Regions from separate parts of the Mus musculus genome. Here all the other regions are linked to region 1. A link is a contact called in public HiChIP or PLAC-seq and promoter capture Hi-C data. All regions are on one chromosome and are shown on one strand. Each heading gives the region's core, a stretch centred on a gene start, on an enhancer-like site or on the middle of the called end of the contact. The rest is flanking DNA. Distances are from core to core; before and after follow the strand shown. Region 1 holds the start of Gosr1 (golgi SNAP receptor complex member 1). Region 2 overlaps Abr (active BCR-related gene). Region 3 has its middle 5.5 kb from the start of Slc6a4.

Region 1 (3,019 bases), core at 250-2,749:
AATGCATAGCCAGGGACCTGGGGAGATGGCCCAGTGTCCTGAACAAAGAATGATCTGCAATCGCTGTGCTATTTTCAAGCAAGTTTGGTTTTTAGGTATACAGCAAACAGAAATGAAAGAAAGAGACAGCAAGCAGGAGGTAGTAGTTCATGAGATCAGACACTTACGTCATCCAGCAGAAAGCAACGGAGGAGACCTGGAGAGCAAAAACCAGCTAGTTGGAGCCTCTCTCTGACCCACAAAAAGGGTTCCAGGAAGAACGGCTTCTCTTAGGTAAGATGTCCAATGAACCATTCCCACCGTGGGCATCTTTATGTCAGGAAGGTCAGAGGGAATGATCAGCTGTGATCAAGGACACGGTGTGTTAACTCAGATACTCTCCTTCTGTCCTCCCGGACCTGGTATTTTTTACTCTTTGGGCCATTTTGCTACACTATTGCTTTCTCACAGAGCCAGCCAGGTAGCCCATCCCCAGCCAGGGGGTCTCTGGGACAATTTACAAGAAATATGCTTGGGTATTAAGTATGTGTGTGACTGGGGCACGGGGTGACAACCCTATGTCCACAACCAGCTTTTCAATGGACTTAAACAACACATAACAATTTATTACTATAATGCATATTATACTCAGCCAGTAAATTGCTTGGCATGCATGCATTAGGATGTGAGTTCAGATCCCTAGGACAAACATGAAAAGGCCAGGCGTGTCATCATATGTCTGTAATCCCAGCACTGGGAAAGCCAAAACTGGGGCTGGATAGCCAGCTAGTCTAACGACATCAGTGAGCTTCAGGCTGTGGGCACATGGAAGCTGTTAGCAAGGGACAGAGGACTGATGCTCTGCTGTAGACATAGGGAAGTCAACCAGGGAAGGAACTTTACATACTGGACAGTGGAAGATGGGCAGGAAAAGAACCACTGGCTCTGAGAAAGGAAAATGCTGATTGAAGGTACTTTTTCTTTTTCTTTTTCTTTTTCTTCTTGAGACATTTATCCCCACCTAGCCTTGAACTCTCTATGTAGCTGAGGATGACCTTGAACTTCTGGTCTTTTTATCCCCACATTCTGAGTACTAGGATTAAAGGCATATACTACCATGTTCTGTTTATGGAATGCTGGGGGTCGAACCCAGACCCTCTTACATTCAGGCAAGGCACCTGCCCCATTAAGCTTGACACCACCACCACCACCCCCCCACCTCCGGTCCCAAGACATCCTATTTAAGGGGAGATAATGGAAATTGTGTCTCTCCTCTAAGTCACCCGCTGAAAAGAACAATCCGAGATGAAGAAATTGAAGACTGAAGACTGAAAAGATGTGGTATGAACACCCAGAACAGCTAAACGACGCTTTCAAACGAGCTACTTAAAGCTGTAAAATAACGAATTGTCCACCAGGTGGCAGTGTCTAAGGAGGCTAGCGTATCCCATCAGCCTCGGCGCTCGGGGGTGGAAGAAGGCGTGGAGGTGACTCTCTGGCCTTCAAGGCCTCTACTCGCCTGTCCCGACTGACGTTGGGCAACAAAGATGGCGGCAGGAACCAGCAATTACTGGGAAGGTGAGGGCAAGGCCTCGGAGTGGGTTCCACCGGGTGCAGAGTGAACTTAATGAGGCTGGATCTTGAGGGAGGCAGCAGAGGGAAGAGCCAGGCTACGGAATGAGCCACACTTTGGGATGAGGTTGTCCAAGAGGAGCCCTGGGCCTGGGAACTTGGGGAAGGAGCTGGGGCGGAGTGAGCCGGACCTGGGAAGGGGTTGGGTCCGGGAGTGGAGGGAGCCGGGATGGAGAGGAAGAGGCGCCTGAGGCTCCAGATGGAAGTGTGTGAGGGGTAGTGAGGCTCTCCGGATGGGGCTGCGGGGACGAGCTCTTGGGAGGAGGGTGTTGAGCAACAATATCCAGAGCCCGGAAGACGAGCAGTCAGAACCTTGGAGTTGAGGTCACTGTCAGACAACTAGGAGTGAGGAGGGACTTGTCAGCGCCAGCCTTGCAGGGATATTTTAGTGGATGGTCGTCTCCTCCTGGACCCCAACTGGCAATTTGAGATTGAGACTTTAATGACGACTGGGTGACAGAATACTGAAAATAACTGTACCTTCTTCCCTGGACTCCAAGATCGGTTTTGTTAAAAATGATAGCAAAAAAAGGTTCTAATGAATACGTTTGCTGTTCGTCTCCCGCCAGGAAAACCTTCAGTTGTGCTTATTTAATTCCTGAAAGTCTGGTCCACTCAAGTGAGGTCACACAAAACCTTCCTAGTCCACAGTGATCCACAGAGATCAGAAATGGCCCACTTTGTTTCATTTAACCTTTTGCTTATTTAGTTTTTAAGCCTATTTCCTCTTTTTGTCCCATGAAGCCCCTGGGAAATATGGTATTGTCACCATCAGCCAGTAGATCTAAGGGACTGAATTTTATGTTCTGTCATGTTTTCAAAATACATTCTACTTTATGCTTTTCATTAGACTAAATAGATAAATAGAATTACAGAGAAACATGCCTATAGTTTAAAATGTGTATTTAAAATGCCCTTTGGAAATACTTGTCGTAGCTAGAATTTCTTTTTAAACTATGTAGATAGGAGTAGCTGCTATGATAGTCATTATTGATAGTCATTAGGCTGTGGGTTTTTGAAACACTATACTGTAATAATTAAAGCAATTAATATATTGACAATATATCTTTGTACCAGATGCTTTAAGCATGTATAGAAAAACTGAAAGCTTGAGGTTTTTAAATGAACTGGATCATCAGTAAATCTCAAAGACAATAGGTGGCTGAGCTGACGTTAGGAGTGGGATTTGGTCTCTGGGTAGATACACTCCACCATATAATTCTGCTTCCTGCCTTGGATTGCAAAATATAATGACACAGTGTCTTGATATTCTTTAGTCCTGAGACATTCTTACATTATTCCTTCCTGTGTTTACTCCTTTCATTTGAATTTCACCATGAACACACACACACACATACACATATATGCATGCATACATACATACATACGTACGTATGTACATACATAT
Region 2 (3,019 bases), core at 230-2,729, 230 kb after region 1:
ACAACTTTAGGGTTCTCTCCTTCTGATTTTACAGGGGCCCCAGGTCTTGAACTTGTGTTACCAGGCTTGTATGGCAAGTTCTTTTATTGCCTAAGCCACCTGAGTTAACTTCCTAAATGAGTTCCATTTCACTGTTTTATGTTTGGTAATCCCGTTGTGCTGGTGCCATTTGTTGAAAAGTCTGTTCTTTCCCTATAGAGTAGCATTGGCATCCTTGTCAGGATTCAAATGATGGGAGGCAGTGCTTTCCCCAAATGTACGATGTCCTGGGCTTAATCCCTGTACCAGAAAACAATACAAAAAATCAGTTGGCTACCTGTAGTGCCCCTTTGGGAGACTAAGGCAGAGCAGGTTAGATTTGAGCCCATTTAGGCTACAGAAAGAGACTGAAAAGCAAAAGCAAAAAAAAAAAAAAAAAGTCCTTGATCATAGCTATATAGGATTATTTCCGGACTCTTCAGCTCTGCCCTGAAGATGTTTATTGGAAGCCGCTGCCAGCAGTTTTCCACTTCTCTGTAGTCTTGGAAGCTCCCGCAGGACACAGGACGAGTTACTGGGCATCCCATGGTGAACGCTTTTCCCAAGAGGCTCTCCCAGCTAATCATTTCCCGTATCTGTCAGGGTGGCCAGGGAGGTGGCAGTGAGGTGCCCCAGTGCAGGCCTCTGCCAGGGTGCAGGTCCCAGAGCAGGGCCTGTTGGTGTGAATCTCAGCTACTGATTGGGTGGGTGCCCTGAGTGCCCTGGGTAGGAGAGCTCCAAGGACCAGGTGGGAAAGAGAGCCAGCCAGCTGGAGGGAGGCGTTCCTGGCACTACAGGCATTTGCACTGACGGTGGCCTGCACGGGAGGGCGAATCCTGCATCCATGGGTAGGCACTCGGAGGCTGGGGGGACTCTAGCCTTGCCAGCTCTCCTGAAAACATGGGCTCTTTGCCTGTGGCCTTTGGGGGTGGTGAGGACTGGGTGAGTTGACCCTTTACGTTTCCTAGTTCTTCTTTCCTGAAGTTGGTGGCATTGGTGAGCCAATGGGTTGGGTTGGGTGGGTCTTGGCAGGTATATCCTAAATGTAGAGCGAGTAGAACTCCCAGGGAAGCTGGGAGACCCTCAGAGTGGGGCTGAAAGTTTGGAGGCATTATGGGAACATGTCAGCTTGCAAGAGAGGGCTGAGATTATGGGGACCATGCAGCTGATACAGAGTGTATGAAGCTATGTGTGTCCCTTTCTGATTTGTTTGTTTGTTTGTTTGTTTTTTGTTGGTTTGTTTTGCTGTCTTGGAGACAGAACACAGGACTGGGTACATGCTTAACAAATGCTCTACTCCAGAGCCACACCCCCAACCCTGCACCTGTTGACTTCTGAAGAGTTGGGCTGCCCGTGAGTTCAGAGGAGGGGTGGGCTGCAGGGTGCAGAGTCAGCGGATGAGAAAGGAGTCTTAGGAGAGTAGAGTGTACTTTGGCACAGTGTGACTTCCCTGATCTTCCACAGGTGGCATCCATTGCAGTGACACTGTTCGTTAGGGATGTGGGAAGAGAAGCCTTTGCTCACTTCATGGTCTTGGTCCTTTGGATTCAGCTCTTGAACGAATGGGGGAGCAGAGTGTCTGTCAGCTGCACCCCTCTCTCCTCCTTCCTCATTTGTTCTTACCCCCCCCCCAGCCCCCCGCCCACCCCTGAGTGAGAACAGAGCTGTGTGAGTGAGTCTGAGCCGCTCACTGGCTGAGAATTGCATCAGCCTGGCCTGGCAGGCTGGAGCTGGAGCCTGTTGCTATGGTGACTACCAGGCTACAAAACAGAGAGAAGGATGAAGTAGTGGAGGGTGTGTTTTTCTTCACCTTGTGGTGTTGCAGTGTGATAGGCACCCAGTTCTGGTGGGTCTACATTCCCATCACTCCGTGGAGGTGTCATCTGCTTCAGCAGGCAGGATGGGGCTGAGCCAGAAGCTGGTGGGCATCAGGTGTGTTTAACTAAAGGACACAAGTGGCCCCTGCATTGGCTCCTCTGCCTAGTTCTGGGGTTGGGGTGAAACTGGAATTTGACTAAGTGAGCTAGAATTCGGAGACAGAGAAAGGTCAGGGTATCCTCTCATCTCCCAGAGCTCCAAATCTGAGATGATAAACCTGCTTGGGCTGCCTTCTGCAGGTTTTCCTCCCTCCCCCCTAACAGAACACATCATCTGGCTGAATATAACAGACCTGGGCAGGCAGTCAGATCTGTCTCTCATCTTTGTCATCAGTGGGAAAGGAGACGAAATTCTGTTCTAACACACTGAGCACCCGTCAGGTGTCAGCATCACAGTAGAGCCGCCTCAGTTTTCTGACTTAGCCTATGCTCTGATCTGGCAAGAAAATGCTGCCCCTACATAGCAAAGCGGCAAAGAGCGTAAGGAAGAGCTTATTAACACCTTGCCCAGAGGGCGACATCACAGCTCTGCTTCTCTGTCTTGTGCTTTTCTGGATTCCAGAGACCTCTCCAAGTCACAAACCCTTAAAATGGCCAGGGAAGAAACAGTCATCCCTAAGTAGAACGTCTCAGCAGTGTCTCTGCGGGAAATATTCTCAGGTCTGTCTGGGGTGTGACACACGCAGCTGCTGTGATCTCCGGACAGGAGTGATGATCTTGTGGCCTGCCGCCATGGTGCAGCCCGGAGGCAGAGGAGACCCTGTCAGGGTGGAACATTAACATATGCTTGGCACATCCGCAGACCCTCAGGTCCCTTTGCAGATAAGGACCAGTTGTCCGATAAATTCTCAGAAGTGATTAGGGGTGAGTAAAATGTCTGGATCTGAGGGTCTGGGCCTGTTGAGAGCTCAGAAATCGGGTCTACCTAAGGGAGCTTTTCAGTCATAGCTGAAATTCACTCAGAATGTGCTGACTCATCTCTCCTCACCAAAACCCTTTGCATTTGGCTGCTATTATTATCCCATTTTGAAGGCAAAATAGAGGCACAGAAAGGTTACGGTGACTTGCCAAGGTCACACAGCTGATAGGAGGTGGAGGCTGGGATTCAAGCCAGGCAGTCTAGT
Region 3 (3,019 bases), core at 266-2,765, 230 kb before region 1:
GAGACAGGGTTTTTCTGTGTAGCCCTGGTTGACCTAGAACTCATTCTGTAGACCAGGCTGAACTCAGAGATCCACCTGCCTCTGCTTCCTGAGTGCTGGGATTAAAGGCGTGCGCCACCACGCCCGGTTTACTACTACTACTACTACTACTACTACTACTACTACTACTACTACTTCTTCTTCTCCTTCTCTTTCTCCTCCTCCTCCTCTTCCTCCTCCTCCTCTTCTTCTTCTTCTTCCTCTTCCTCTTCTTCCTCTTCCTCTTCTTCTTCTTCTTCCCCTTCTTCCTCTTCTTCCTCTTCCTCTTCTTCCTCTTCTTCTTCTTTTTCTTCTTCTCCTTCTCCTTCTTTTCTTCTTCTTCTCCTCCTCCTCTTCTTCTTCTTCTTCTTCTTCTTCTTCTTCTTCTTCTTCTTCTTCTTCTTCTTCTTCTTCTTCTTCTTCTTCTTCTTCTTCTTCATCTTCTTCATCTTCTCCTTCTAAAAGATTTATATATGTGTATATATAAAGAAATTCATATTATATTGTATTATATTATATTATATTATATTATATTATATATGCAGATTTACATGTGTCTAGGTGAATGAGTATGTGGCCAGAGGAGTATATCAGACTCCTTAGAGTTGGAATTGCAGGTGGATGTGAGTGAGCTACCCGATGTGGATGCTGGGGACCCACACACGCAGAAGAGCTTTAGTGCTCTTCACTACAGAGCCGTCTCTCTAGCCCACTGTGCACATTTCAGACTATTGAGAATCTGCAGCAGGGGCTGGAGAGATGGCTCAGTGGCTAAAAGCACTTGCTGCTTCAGAGGGGGTGCCCAGCATCCACATGGCAGCTCACAACTATCAGTAACTTCAGTTCAAGGGGATCCAATGTCCTCCCTCCTGGCCTCCGTAGACACCAGACATATGTGTGGTACATACACATACATGCAGGCAATACACTCATACACATGAAATAAAAATAAGTATTTTTTTAAAAAGAATTTGCAGTAATGCTTTTATAATTTTCCCCCCAGAAAAGCAGGTTTTAGATCTGCTAAGCAAGCCTTCTACCAGTGTACCATGGCCCTGCCCCTCAAACCAGCATTCTTTATTTTAAATAATACATAAATCAATAAAAACGAGACGAGAAAGGCATTCGAAGAACCTGAGCGTCTTGCAAAGCTGTCAAGCCCTGGAAAACTACTGGATCCCCTTGACACCATAGACAATGGCCTTCCATGTGGGAGGTGACTCCTCAGCAGCAGTGTCTTTGTGTGTGACAGAGAGGATGCTGTGGGAAGACAGTGCTCCCCTCTGGGTTCAGGGCTGCAGATGTGAGCAGAAGCCATTTCCCCGTGTCTCTGTCTCCCTTCCCTTTCCCTATCCTGGGTGAACTCTCTTGGGCTCTTCTCTCCCTGCCCCCACTTCAGTGACAACAAGACTTTTGCATCTGGGGAGTTCCCCACAGGCCTTTCTTGGTGAGCTGGCTACCCTCCTCCCTGAGGTCTGCGGTCTCTGTGGTCAAAAGTGGGTATACAGTTCCTCTGTAGCTTCAGGCTGTCACAGCCCTCACGGTGCTGCATGGAAGCCTCACATATAGTCACCTTTCTATTTAACAGCTTATTTCCTACCTCAGTGACAGACTTAGCTGGGGATCAGGGAGTTCTCTTAACTCCCCGGGGAGCCTTCCTGCCACACCAGGCTGCTGGAGAAGCTTGGGAGAAAGGGTTTAATAAAAGCTGCCTTTTGTTGTGTATCTTCTAAATACATGCATAATGTTCTGCCCTCTTCCTATCATATAGGTTAAATGCTGAATTATTAAAAGTATATGAGTGTTTCTCATGTTCAAGCAGAGCTTTCATACTTAATGAAATTTAAGATAACTTTTTAATATGGGTAATGTGGAAACCGAGGTTCAGAGAATGTCAGTGGCTTCTCCAGGCTTGTGCCACCTCTAAGCTGAATCACCAGGCAGCTTGTCTGTCTTATCTTCCTTCTGCTATTCCTTTGGGCTTGGGCTAACTAGAAATAGAAAGGTTCAAGCCAGAAGAAAGCTGAGCAGGCCAGGCCATTGCTCATCTCTCTGCCTCTTCTCCTACGTATGCCGTCCCAGGCACCTAAGAATGAATATGGAGTCACAGGGCCTTTGCTCTCCTGTTCAACTTGTCCCCACCAGCTTACAGGGAAGCAGGCTTCAGATCTCTGCATAAGCTTTTAACTGATTACTGCCATCAGGTTGTAGGGCATTCAGTCACCCAGCCTCTGGTATTTTCTTGGCATGGAGAATACACTGGGGCTGGGGTGCCTGGGGTTGGGGTGGGGGCAAGGGGAGAGAATGTTCATGCCCTTGGGAAGCTGGCAGGGATACTGACTTTGGGGGAAGCCAGACAATAAAAACATATAAATACATTCACAAGGCCTAAAGTGCTGTCATGAAAATAAGTAACAGGACAGACTGACAGGTGTCCAAGGGATGAGGGATAGGAGGGAAACTGGCTCCCTAGATGGGGTGACCTGATGGCCTTTGACAGTATCTATGACCTGAAGGCTGAGAAGCCAGTCATACAAGGACCCAGAGGGAGAGCATTAGGAAGATGGTACAGCGGGCTGGCAGAACTGAAGATCAAGTGTTGGAGAGATAAACTGGAGCCAGGTGAATAAGAACAGTGGGTTTGGAGAGGTGAGCTGAGTATGACTGTCCCTGTCATCAAACGTGTCCTAGTAGGAGTTAAGGACTTCTGTGGCTTCTGGAGATGTTTAGGTCTGGTGAGCCATTAGGATCTCCCTAGGTGAGTCTCGGAGATGACACAGGTTTCTGCACATGGCACTGCAGATGAAACCCAGAGCCCTGTACATGGTAGGGAGTCACACCCAGCCCAGGGAAGTCACCACAGTCCTTCTGTTTTTGCTGTCCTTCCACAGATAGTCTTGTAAAGCAACTGTTAATAACGATGATGATGAGGAGGAGGAGGAAGAGGAAGAGGAGAAGGAGGAGGAGGAGAAGAAGGAGAAGGAGGAGGAGGAGGAGGAGG

What was found. Promoter capture Hi-C pulls out the DNA fragments that hold promoters and counts their contacts. HiChIP or PLAC-seq counts read pairs in DNA pulled down with a chosen protein or histone mark.
Region 2: a contact with region 1 is called in a promoter capture Hi-C map of stem cell-derived epiblast-like cells, with 4 times the contacts expected there. The contact joins the enhancer-like site here to the promoter of Gosr1 in region 1. A contact is called at or near these places in 7 of 39 promoter capture datasets (the 3T3-L1 cell line, 3T3-L1-derived adipocytes, the C10 cell line and 3 more), 6 of 484 Hi-C or Micro-C datasets (LSK cells, cerebral cortex, colorectal tumor organoids and 3 more), 2 of 115 datasets of contacts at active chromatin or transcription factors (embryonic stem cells and large pre-B cells) and 1 of 9 other capture datasets (pancreatic islet).
Region 3: a contact with region 1 is called in an H3K4me3 HiChIP or PLAC-seq map of bone marrow-derived macrophages, with 2.6 times the contacts expected there. The contact joins the enhancer-like site here to the promoter of Gosr1 in region 1. A contact is called at or near these places in 3 of 39 promoter capture datasets (the C10 cell line, the SN4741 cell line and neutrophils), 1 of 115 datasets of contacts at active chromatin or transcription factors (bone marrow-derived macrophages) and 1 of 9 other capture datasets (pancreatic islet).

What each region holds. Positions count from the first base shown.
Region 1 is chr11:76,762,058-76,765,076 of GRCm38.p6, reverse strand. Gosr1 (golgi SNAP receptor complex member 1) reads left to right here and starts at 1,499. Exons shown (of 9, transcript NM_016810.4): 1 at 1,499-1,557. The coding sequence starts at 1,527.
Region 2 is chr11:76,529,946-76,532,964 of GRCm38.p6, reverse strand. All of the region lies in intron 1 of Abr (active BCR-related gene), which reads left to right. Among named protein-coding and RNA genes, the nearest start is that of Abr, 40 kb to the left of the region's middle. Within about 2 kb of position 1,479, at least 90 of the 459 cell types and tissues checked have an H3K27ac peak or open chromatin away from gene starts, as enhancers often do. A contact at or near this core is called in cerebral cortex, embryonic stem cells, olfactory sensory neurons and 2 more, where this site is marked.
Region 3 is chr11:76,991,542-76,994,560 of GRCm38.p6, reverse strand. No RefSeq gene overlaps it. Among named protein-coding and RNA genes, the nearest start is that of Slc6a4, 5.5 kb to the left of the region's middle. Within about 2 kb of position 1,515, at least 61 of the 459 cell types and tissues checked have an H3K27ac peak or open chromatin away from gene starts, as enhancers often do. A contact at or near this core is called in bone marrow-derived macrophages, where this site is marked.